2 separate regions of the Urocitellus parryii genome follow, and region 1 is linked to region 2. The links are chromatin contacts, called in public Hi-C maps. All regions are on one chromosome and are shown on one strand. The core of a region is the stretch at or near the end of the contact, and the rest is flanking DNA. Distances in the headings are between cores, read along the strand shown. Region 1 holds the start of Arf5 (ARF GTPase 5). Region 2 holds the start of Znf800 (zinc finger protein 800).

Region 1 (4,244 bases), core at 1,031-3,530, 180 kb after region 2:
CCAAGCTTGCTCTCGGGCTACGATCAGCAAGCGACAGGGGGCGACGTCGCACTGCGTTCTTCCCAAACACCCGTGTGAACTATCCAACTATTTGGAGCTGACTCTCTTTAAGACCACAAAAACCGCATCTCTTTCTTGTACAACGTTTGGCATCTAATTAGCAAATGCTATAATAGTACTCCTACTTAGTTTTGCTGAGTTGATTCAACAAATATTTATAGAGGACACTCTGTACCTATAAGGATCCATCCTGAATGCCAGCTACATGTCCAGAAGCCTCATAAGAGTTTTGCTGTTTAATCTTCACAAAAATAACAATTAGCACTAGTAAGGAAATTTAACGCACACAGAAGATAAGTAACATGCCCAAGGTCACACAACAAGTAAGTTTAGAAATCCTGTCTGACTGACTCTCATCATACTAAGTTTTATGCCAGGTGACAACATCATATGCCCTTGCCCTCAAGGAGCTCACAATCTAGTGAGGGTCCAGACATGCAAATAAGTAGGTCCTGCTATCATATAGTATGTATGGCTATATTCAAAGAGGGGGAAGGTTTATCTAGGGGAGGCACAAATGGTCTCAGGGAAAATATTTGGGGATTTGAAGGATGAATAATTATTGCCCATCTAATTAGAGATGAGGGAAAGCAGCATTCTAGGCGGGTAGAAAAGACTGCAAGGAATTCTGGGCTATAAGAGAACCTGACTCACCCAGGAAGCATTAAGAATCTTCTCAAGGAAGTAGCTTAGGGTATGGGAAGGAGGTGACAATAGAGCTGCCACTCAACTTAAGGCATTTAGATTTTATCCTGGGTAAGGCATTAAAGGATTTTGACTCTCAAGAGGTGGACATCACCAGACTTGTATGACATTGTAGGGGCAGGAGACCTGTGAGGATGCTTTTTCAATCATGGAAAATGATGGTAGTAAAATAGGGTAGTGACAACAGGAATGGAAAAAGAGGTTGATAGAGCTTAGGATGTAAAATTGACCTGATTTGTTGGCTGCTAACTCTTAGATTGGGAATCTTTGAAATGTATACTTTGACTTTTATAAAAGCCTTCTTCAGAATTCAAGACTATGACTGAAGAGTGAAAGAAAATTATGCAGTCACACATCTGGTTCCTTATAAGGATGGGGCAGGCCCTGGAGGTCTGTTTAGACCCAGGTTTTTAGTAGCCTTGATAACATCCATCGGTGTAATACAAAACATTCAGTGGCATCATTTCCTCTTTTTAATCTTCACCATAACCCCTTAAGTTAGGACATATATGTCTCTTTTTACAAATGAGAAAATGACAAAAGTTGTGGGGATAGATCATTGAATGCAAATCCTCAAAAATATAGCAGACTTGATATTTGACCTAAGGCCTGAAATAGTGCCGGCATATAGTGGGCAATTAGTAAATATTTGTTGAATAAGTGAAGAGTTTTCAGACTCCCAGGTCAGCTCACCTCTAGTTCATGAGCGATTGATCCTGGGAATCCAGAATAGGCATAAAGCATGCCCTTGCTCTACTGAACAACCTAATAATCCAGTTCAACCCAACAATTACTGGTGAAGCACATAAATGTAAATTACCATGCTTAGATGTTAAAATAACATTACATATGAAGTTCTTTACGACTAGGGAAACAAGATCCTCAAAAAATCCTGGATAGATATCAATAATAATACAGGTCCCCAAGTCTGGCAAAGATTCAGAAAGGCTTCCTGGCCCCAGATGAAAAGGAAGTGTTCACAGGGAGATGAAGGCAAGGTGGAGTTCTCCAGTAGTGGGTCTGCAATCACTCTGTCCAAGGCTGGCTTCCACTGGTCCTGTAGACTGAGGATCTATGAACTAGGTGGTTTAAGGAACCATGAAAGCTAGCCCCCAGGCACAAGTCGTGGAGGCACCTAAGGCACACAGAACACTCAGCCGGAGCCCAAAGGGCAGGAGAATACTAAGATCCCTGCACACAGCTTTCAAACCTCCTAAAAAAGGGGGTGCAAACAGTCAGTGCTACTAGTTCCCCAAAACTTAACCAGAGCACAGAGTGGTCTGGACGCAACAATTCCAAGCCCAGCGGCCAGCCACCAAATATAGGGGTGGGGTCCGCTGTGAGCCTTTACTCAGCTCCCCAGGAGCTGCGGATCGGACAACTACAGCCCTGACAGAAACAAGGGGCGACTAGGTCAGGCCGCGGACTCTAGTACAGCTTCTGTTCCGCCCGGCGTCCGGGTCTGGGGGCGGGGCTGAGGCGGGCCCGGAGGGGGCGGAGCCGCGTGACGTCCACCGGGCCGGGACGCGCGGAGGCGGCGGCGCCTCTTCCTGCTGCTGCTGCGCCCCATCCCCCCGCGGCCGGCAGGTTCCAGCCCGTACCCCGCGTCCGCGCCCGCGCCCCCGCCCCCGGGCCCCGCCATGGGCCTCACCGTGTCCGCGCTCTTTTCGCGGATCTTCGGGAAGAAGCAGATGCGGATCCTCATGGGTGAGGCAGATCGAGTGCGCGGCCCGAACCTGGGCGCCGGCCTCGGCGCAGCCCTCTCGCCCCCGCGTCCCTTCCAGCCCGGCTCACCTGGCTCTCTGACCTCGAGTCACCCACCTCCTAACCCTCCGAGGCCTCTGCTTTGAAGCGGTCCGGGTCCGCAGCGCCGCCTTCGGGGCCTGAAACCCGGAGCTGCGGGCCTGGGTGGGGTGAAGCTTCCTCCGCCCCAGCCCGGCTGCTAAAAGGGAGGATTCCGCCCTTGGAAATGACTTTTTAAAGGAGCTCGGCCTTCCTCCCATGTCCCTCACCTCCCAGTCCTGTCCCGTCCCTAGCCCACTCTGTGGGCAGCAGTTGGTGCAAGCCACCCAGATTGCCCTGAAGGCCCCGAAGGTAGAGAACAGCGCGCACCTGGAGGCGCTCCCGCTCTCCGCCCCCATCACCATCAGCTGTCCGGGCTTCTACCTTTCCCTCGTCTCTAGGGGGCTCCCTCGCTCCCGTCTCCATCTCTGTGCCCCTCTCTGTTGCAGTTGGCTTGGATGCAGCTGGCAAGACTACGATCCTGTACAAACTGAAGTTGGGGGAGATTGTCACCACCATCCCCACCATAGGTGAGCCCCAGGGTGAGGCAGGGAGGATCTGGGAGCGCTGCGGCGGGCCTTCTCCGGGTCTGCTGAGGCCCTTATCTGGAGCTGACCATGACACCAGATATTGCTACTTGAGAAGTGGGTCACCATATCTCTACATTGCCGGATGGTGAGGGAGGCAGGATGGATGTGGCCTAGCCCCGCCTCATCTGTTGACAGCCAGTCCTCTTGGGTGCTGTTTCCCTTGGCCTTGATCATTGCCTTCTGGTTTTGTAACCCTGTTGAGATCTGAGTAGTTTTTAGTGAATTCCTTCCTTTCAGGACTTTTTCTCACCCACTTCACCCCACCCCCATTATCTGCAGGCTTCAACGTGGAAACAGTGGAATATAAGAACATCTGTTTCACAGTCTGGGATGTGGGAGGCCAGGACAAGATTCGGCCTCTGTGGCGGCACTACTTCCAGAACACTCAGGTGGAGTATGGGGGGGAACTCCCCAACCCTAAAAAAGGAAAAACTATTAGGACTAGGTGAACTGAGCTTTTGGCTATAGGCAGGGTCCATAAGACAGGAAGACCCACTGCCACCCACTTTGCTAGATTAGACTCTGCTCATCCTTCAGAACTCACCTTAGTCTTGTTCTTAGGCTTAGCTACCTTAGAGACCACACTGCTTGATTTAGCTCCTTAGTATCTTTCCCTGATCCTTGCTCATCTTTTAGATAGACTTTCTCCTCTGAGATTGGATGCTGTATCCTTCACAGGGGTTTCTCTAGTTTGTGGCAGGACTTATGCAAAGTCTTAGTGGAAGTTTACCAGATGAGAAGAGCTGATGTAACTAAAGATGGGAGAAGAGAGAAAGGGCCAGATTACACAGTGTGACCCAGGAGGGAGTGATTGCTTCTCCTTCCTTTCTTCCTTCTCACCCAGGGCCTCATCTTTGTGGTGGACAGTAATGACCGGGAGCGAGTCCAGGAGTCTGCTGATGAACTCCAGAAGATGGTAGGTACCCAGAATCCTAGGAACTGAGCCCTAGGTTTGGGGACAGAACAAACTCTGTGGTGGTATGGAAGTCTGGGAATTCCCAAGTAACAGAGGCCAGAATTGTGATTTTTTTTTTCTTTGTAGATATAACATGTTGTGTCTATCTCTCTGTTGGCATAGGACAGAATTTTTTTCATGAATTTTCATGC
Region 2 (4,185 bases), core at 281-2,780:
GAGCACAGGGGTACTCTGCTGACTGCAGACTGCCTTCAAAGAGCAGAAAAAGAACTGAGTGATTGATCTTGTGGAAATGATTGAAGGTGACACTTGCAGTACTTTCTTTAAGAGATCAAGCAGGGGTGACCTCTTGTTTGTACAAGCTTTTAGCTTCATAACTTTTTTTTTTTTTTTTTTTTTTTTTTTTTTTGCTGGGGAAACTTATAGCCTATTTTACTTAAGAATGATTTCTTGGGCAATAGGCAAAGAAAACCAGAAGGAACCAAAAGGCAAAGTGACTCTGATGGAGGTCAAAGTCATTGGGGGAAAAAAAGGGACATACCTGGTTCACAGCATCCGTGATGATGGTGGTCAGTTTGACAGTATTTGTCCCTCAAAGGCATTTTCGGTGGGTGCGACCTACTTTCCTTTCACTGCAAGAAGCTCTTCATTGCGGCTGGGCTGTAGAAAGAGACACAAACCCGTCACTCACTCTGAACTTCCTGGGGGCTCTGACTGCACTTCCAGATATGTTCCCATCACAGCTTGCCCTCCAATGACCCACACCTTCTTCTCGAAAAGGAAGCGGACCGACAAACGAACTAGTTTCCAGCCCGAAGTATCGGCACAGGTTCATCACCCTACCCGGAAACGCAGCCTCGCGCGCGCAGCGCGGCGCAAGGAGAAGGCCTGGCCGGCTGCGCGGGCGGCAGCGGCCTCGCAGTCCTAGGCAGGCGGGCGGGCGCGCGCGGAGAGGGTGGCGCGGGGCGCGGCGGACCTTGCCGGGCTCCTAGGCTGCCGGGCTCCTAGGCTGCCAAGGTACGACTCCCGCCGAAGGCCGGTCCACGCCGCCCCCTCCCGCCACGCACGTGCATTGGGGTCTCCCTGGCGCAGCCCCGGTGCCCAAACCAAGTGCGCCCAACTTACTTAACTCCTGGGGCGGGCCGGCGGCCAGGCGGAAAGAAGGTAGGGAGGCCGGGCGGCTGCGGGGACAGCCTGGCGGGGAGGCGGCTGCGGGCCCCACCTGGAGCAGTCGCCGCGGACCACGCCAAGGGGAAGCGGGGTTCGGGCCGACGCGCTCCCAAAGAGTCCCCGCCGGCGCTGACGCGGAAGCGCCACAGCTCACCACGTCCCTCCGCTGGCCGAGGAGGCGGCGGCGGCTCACGGCGTCCCTCCGCGCTGTGGGGCCGAAGGACTGGCGGCGCGCGGGCGCGGGCAGTTGACAGGAGGAACCGCCTGGCAGCAGCGCCGCGGCCACCACCGAAGGAGCCGGAACCCGAGTGGGCAAGATCCGAAGCGCCCCTTGCCAGGGCAACGGCTGCCGCCGCAGCCCGGCTCCCCTCAGCGCCGCTCCACCTGCAACGGTCCCTCAGGCTTTTGGAGAGGGGCGGGGAAGGACGGGGGTTACCCCCACCTTGGGCCTTTCTGGTAGCAGTTGTTTCAGGAAACTTTATTAAGTTAGTCCCTCTTTTTCTCTGTCTCCCCCTCCCCGGAGAGTCCGAACTACCGCCGCGGAGCGGGCTGGAGGGGGAAGCAGAGACTCTCCGGCAGCGACGGAGAGCGACTGACTGACCCCGGACGGAGATGGGGCGAGGGCAGGAAGTGACAAGCTCACGGAGTGGGTGGGGGGAGTGTGGCCGGCACGCCCGGCAGCGCCGCGCGCATGCGCCCGGTCGGCGCCCCCGCCTGTGGGGAGGTGTCGCGCCTCCTGCCCGGACCGGGCTGCCGGGAGGAGGCCGTGCGGGTGGCGCTGGGGCAGCGGCCGGGATGTCCGGCCCTGGCATCTCGCGCGCGCGCGCGCGCGCGCGTACGCATCATCCCGCCGGCGGACCCAGAGCCGAAGTCCCGCTTTGCGCGCACCGGGAGGTGTGAGGCCCGCGGTGCCAGTTCGCGCCGCGCTGGGGTTTGGGCTGCTGTGCCAAACTGTTGCTTTAGCCGAGCTTCTTTAAGAGGAACCGACCCCGAGAGGGTTGGGAAAACACTACAAGAAAACTTTAGGAAAGGGGTTGGCAGATAATGTGAGCTGTGGATGGTGATGATCCAAAAAGGCTATTCGTGCGTCTATAAATGGCAAAAATAGAACTTTGCGTTTTTTTTCTCTAGCCAACAGTTTTGAAACTCTGCGTCCTGGAACTTGGGAGGGAGGGGATCTTCATCAGGTTATCAGGGGAGAAAAACTCTATCAGCAGTAGATCGGTATTTATTCCTGGAGCGCTCTGTTGTTAAAATCACAAAGTGAAGTTGGGTCACGTGGGTAGTACTCACTTTCCCTCCTCTTCAGTGGTGCCCAAATCCTGCTCAGAAAATCTCCGAAGATCGCCATCGTCTGTCAAATCTGCAAACCCAAGGCTGCTTCAGGGGAGCTAAGGAAGCCCCTCTGCCTCCTCCCCAACTCTGAGAAGGAAACTTTTGCCTTTGATAACTTAGAGCAAATATGTGTCCACTGTCGGGAAACTTTAAGGAGAAAAAAGAGCGTCTGCCTAGTTTATCACCCCCCTTACCAATATCACTAAAACCTTCGCAGTTATCTAACTTAAGCTGCCAGTTTTCAGGAGCCTGAAAAAGTAAAGTTTAGTATACAGGCTCTGTGTGTCTGGGAAGAAAAAGAAAGGAAAAAAATACCAAAATACGTTTTCAAAATACAAAAGAAAGCTTGTAAATTGATGAATTTGCTGCTGTAAAAATGTCGGGTGGAACATTTAATTCTTTCAGAATTGTAGCAGTTTGATTATGGGGGTACCAGAAAGGAGTAGAAAAATAATCTAGATACACACTAACCAGCCACATAAGTAGTGTTTATGCTATATTTATCTGTCCCGTGGTCAAGAGGCATCACCCATTACCTGTCACAGATTATAAAGTGATTTGCAATAAATTATGTCATTTCTATGTGATGGTCTTATGCAGCCATTATAACATTTTGTCTAATAGTTGAATAGAATATGCTTAGCTATAAAAATGAGTATTTTTTTGAAATGTGACACCTTAACAGTGGAATTACATGTGACTTATTTTCTTTATGCTTTTGTATACTTTACAAAATTTCTAATTAAACATTAAAAAACCTTGAGCAAAAAAAAAAGTTAAAAGTCAATTAGGCTGTACTGTGAAATGGTATAGAATAATAATAAAGCACAACCATAAGAACAAAACTAAATATACATTATGAGTGACACTATGCCATAAAAACTGAAATGAAACAAAACTAATATTTGAAGTATTTGAATGGTAAAAGTGGAGGCATATAATCATTTCCAGAAGATCTTTTCCTACTTTTGCAAAAGGATATTGTTACAGATTAGAAAATGAATATTTTCTAATTTATGGGAGTTTGGACTTGGAAAATGAATATTCCCATAAACCTGAAAAGACTTTATGTCAGATATGTAAGAGTTATAAATGTTTGCTGACTGGATTTGGAGGTTTTTTTTCCTAATGTAAATATATGCTGTGTCATACATAACATTAAAGTTCAAAGTGGTCATTACTAGAAGTCCTCAGAATTGCTTGCTAACATAACTTTCGGACAATCTCTTAAAAATTAGAGACAAGATTGAAATGTGCCTGTGGGTGAAACAAATATTAAACACTGATTCAAAGAATTTAAAAGATGAAAACAAATCATGGAACTTATCAAGTAACCCTCATTTTAAAGCTGAGAAAACAGACCCAGAGAATATATTGATGTGCTGAAAGTCAGTAACAGAACTGGGTTCGGGACCTAGTTAGCACTCTACTGTAATGACAATAGTAATATCTGAAGTGTACTGAATAGTTTATATGTTTTAAGCTCTGGTTTTAATTCAGTTAACTTTATAAATCCAATGCATTTTTGTTATCCTTCCATTCTATGGTGAGGAAACTGATATAAAGAGATTAGATAATTTATCAAGGCTGATAGGCTGTTAAGCCAGCATTTGAACTGGAGCATCTTGGCTTTGGAACCTGCTAACTTAACCATTATGCTGTATTCCTTCACTGTGTTACTTTTACTAAACCATACCTGTTTCATATGCATGTATATGTATCTGTGTGTGTATACACACATGTATATGTATGTATATAATTGCTGCATAAAAATCACCCATGATTAGTGATTGTTTGGGATTACATTGTATGTGAAAGATAAACCAGTGGGGCCTGCCAATGGTGAAAGGCAATATATATTAAAATACTATGTGCCAAGCTCATGAAGTAGAAATT

The links. A called contact is a pair of places that touch in the nucleus more often than the background predicts.
Region 1: a Hi-C map of muscle shows a contact between it and region 2, with 4 times the contacts expected there. The contact joins the promoter of Arf5 here to the promoter of Znf800 in region 2. A contact is called at or near these places in 2 of 2 Hi-C or Micro-C datasets (liver and muscle).

The regions. Positions count from the first base shown.
Region 1 is chr3:51,545,114-51,549,357 of mUroPar1.hap1, forward strand. Arf5 (ARF GTPase 5) reads left to right here and starts at 2,281. Exons shown (of 6, transcript XM_026411669.2): 1 at 2,281-2,472; 2 at 2,997-3,077; 3 at 3,417-3,526; 4 at 3,982-4,053. The coding sequence starts at 2,406.
Region 2 is chr3:51,363,901-51,368,085 of mUroPar1.hap1, forward strand. It overlaps Znf800 (zinc finger protein 800), which reads right to left and starts at 1,531. Exons shown (of 6, transcript XM_077796711.1): 1 at 910-1,531; 2 at 326-444. The coding sequence starts at 386.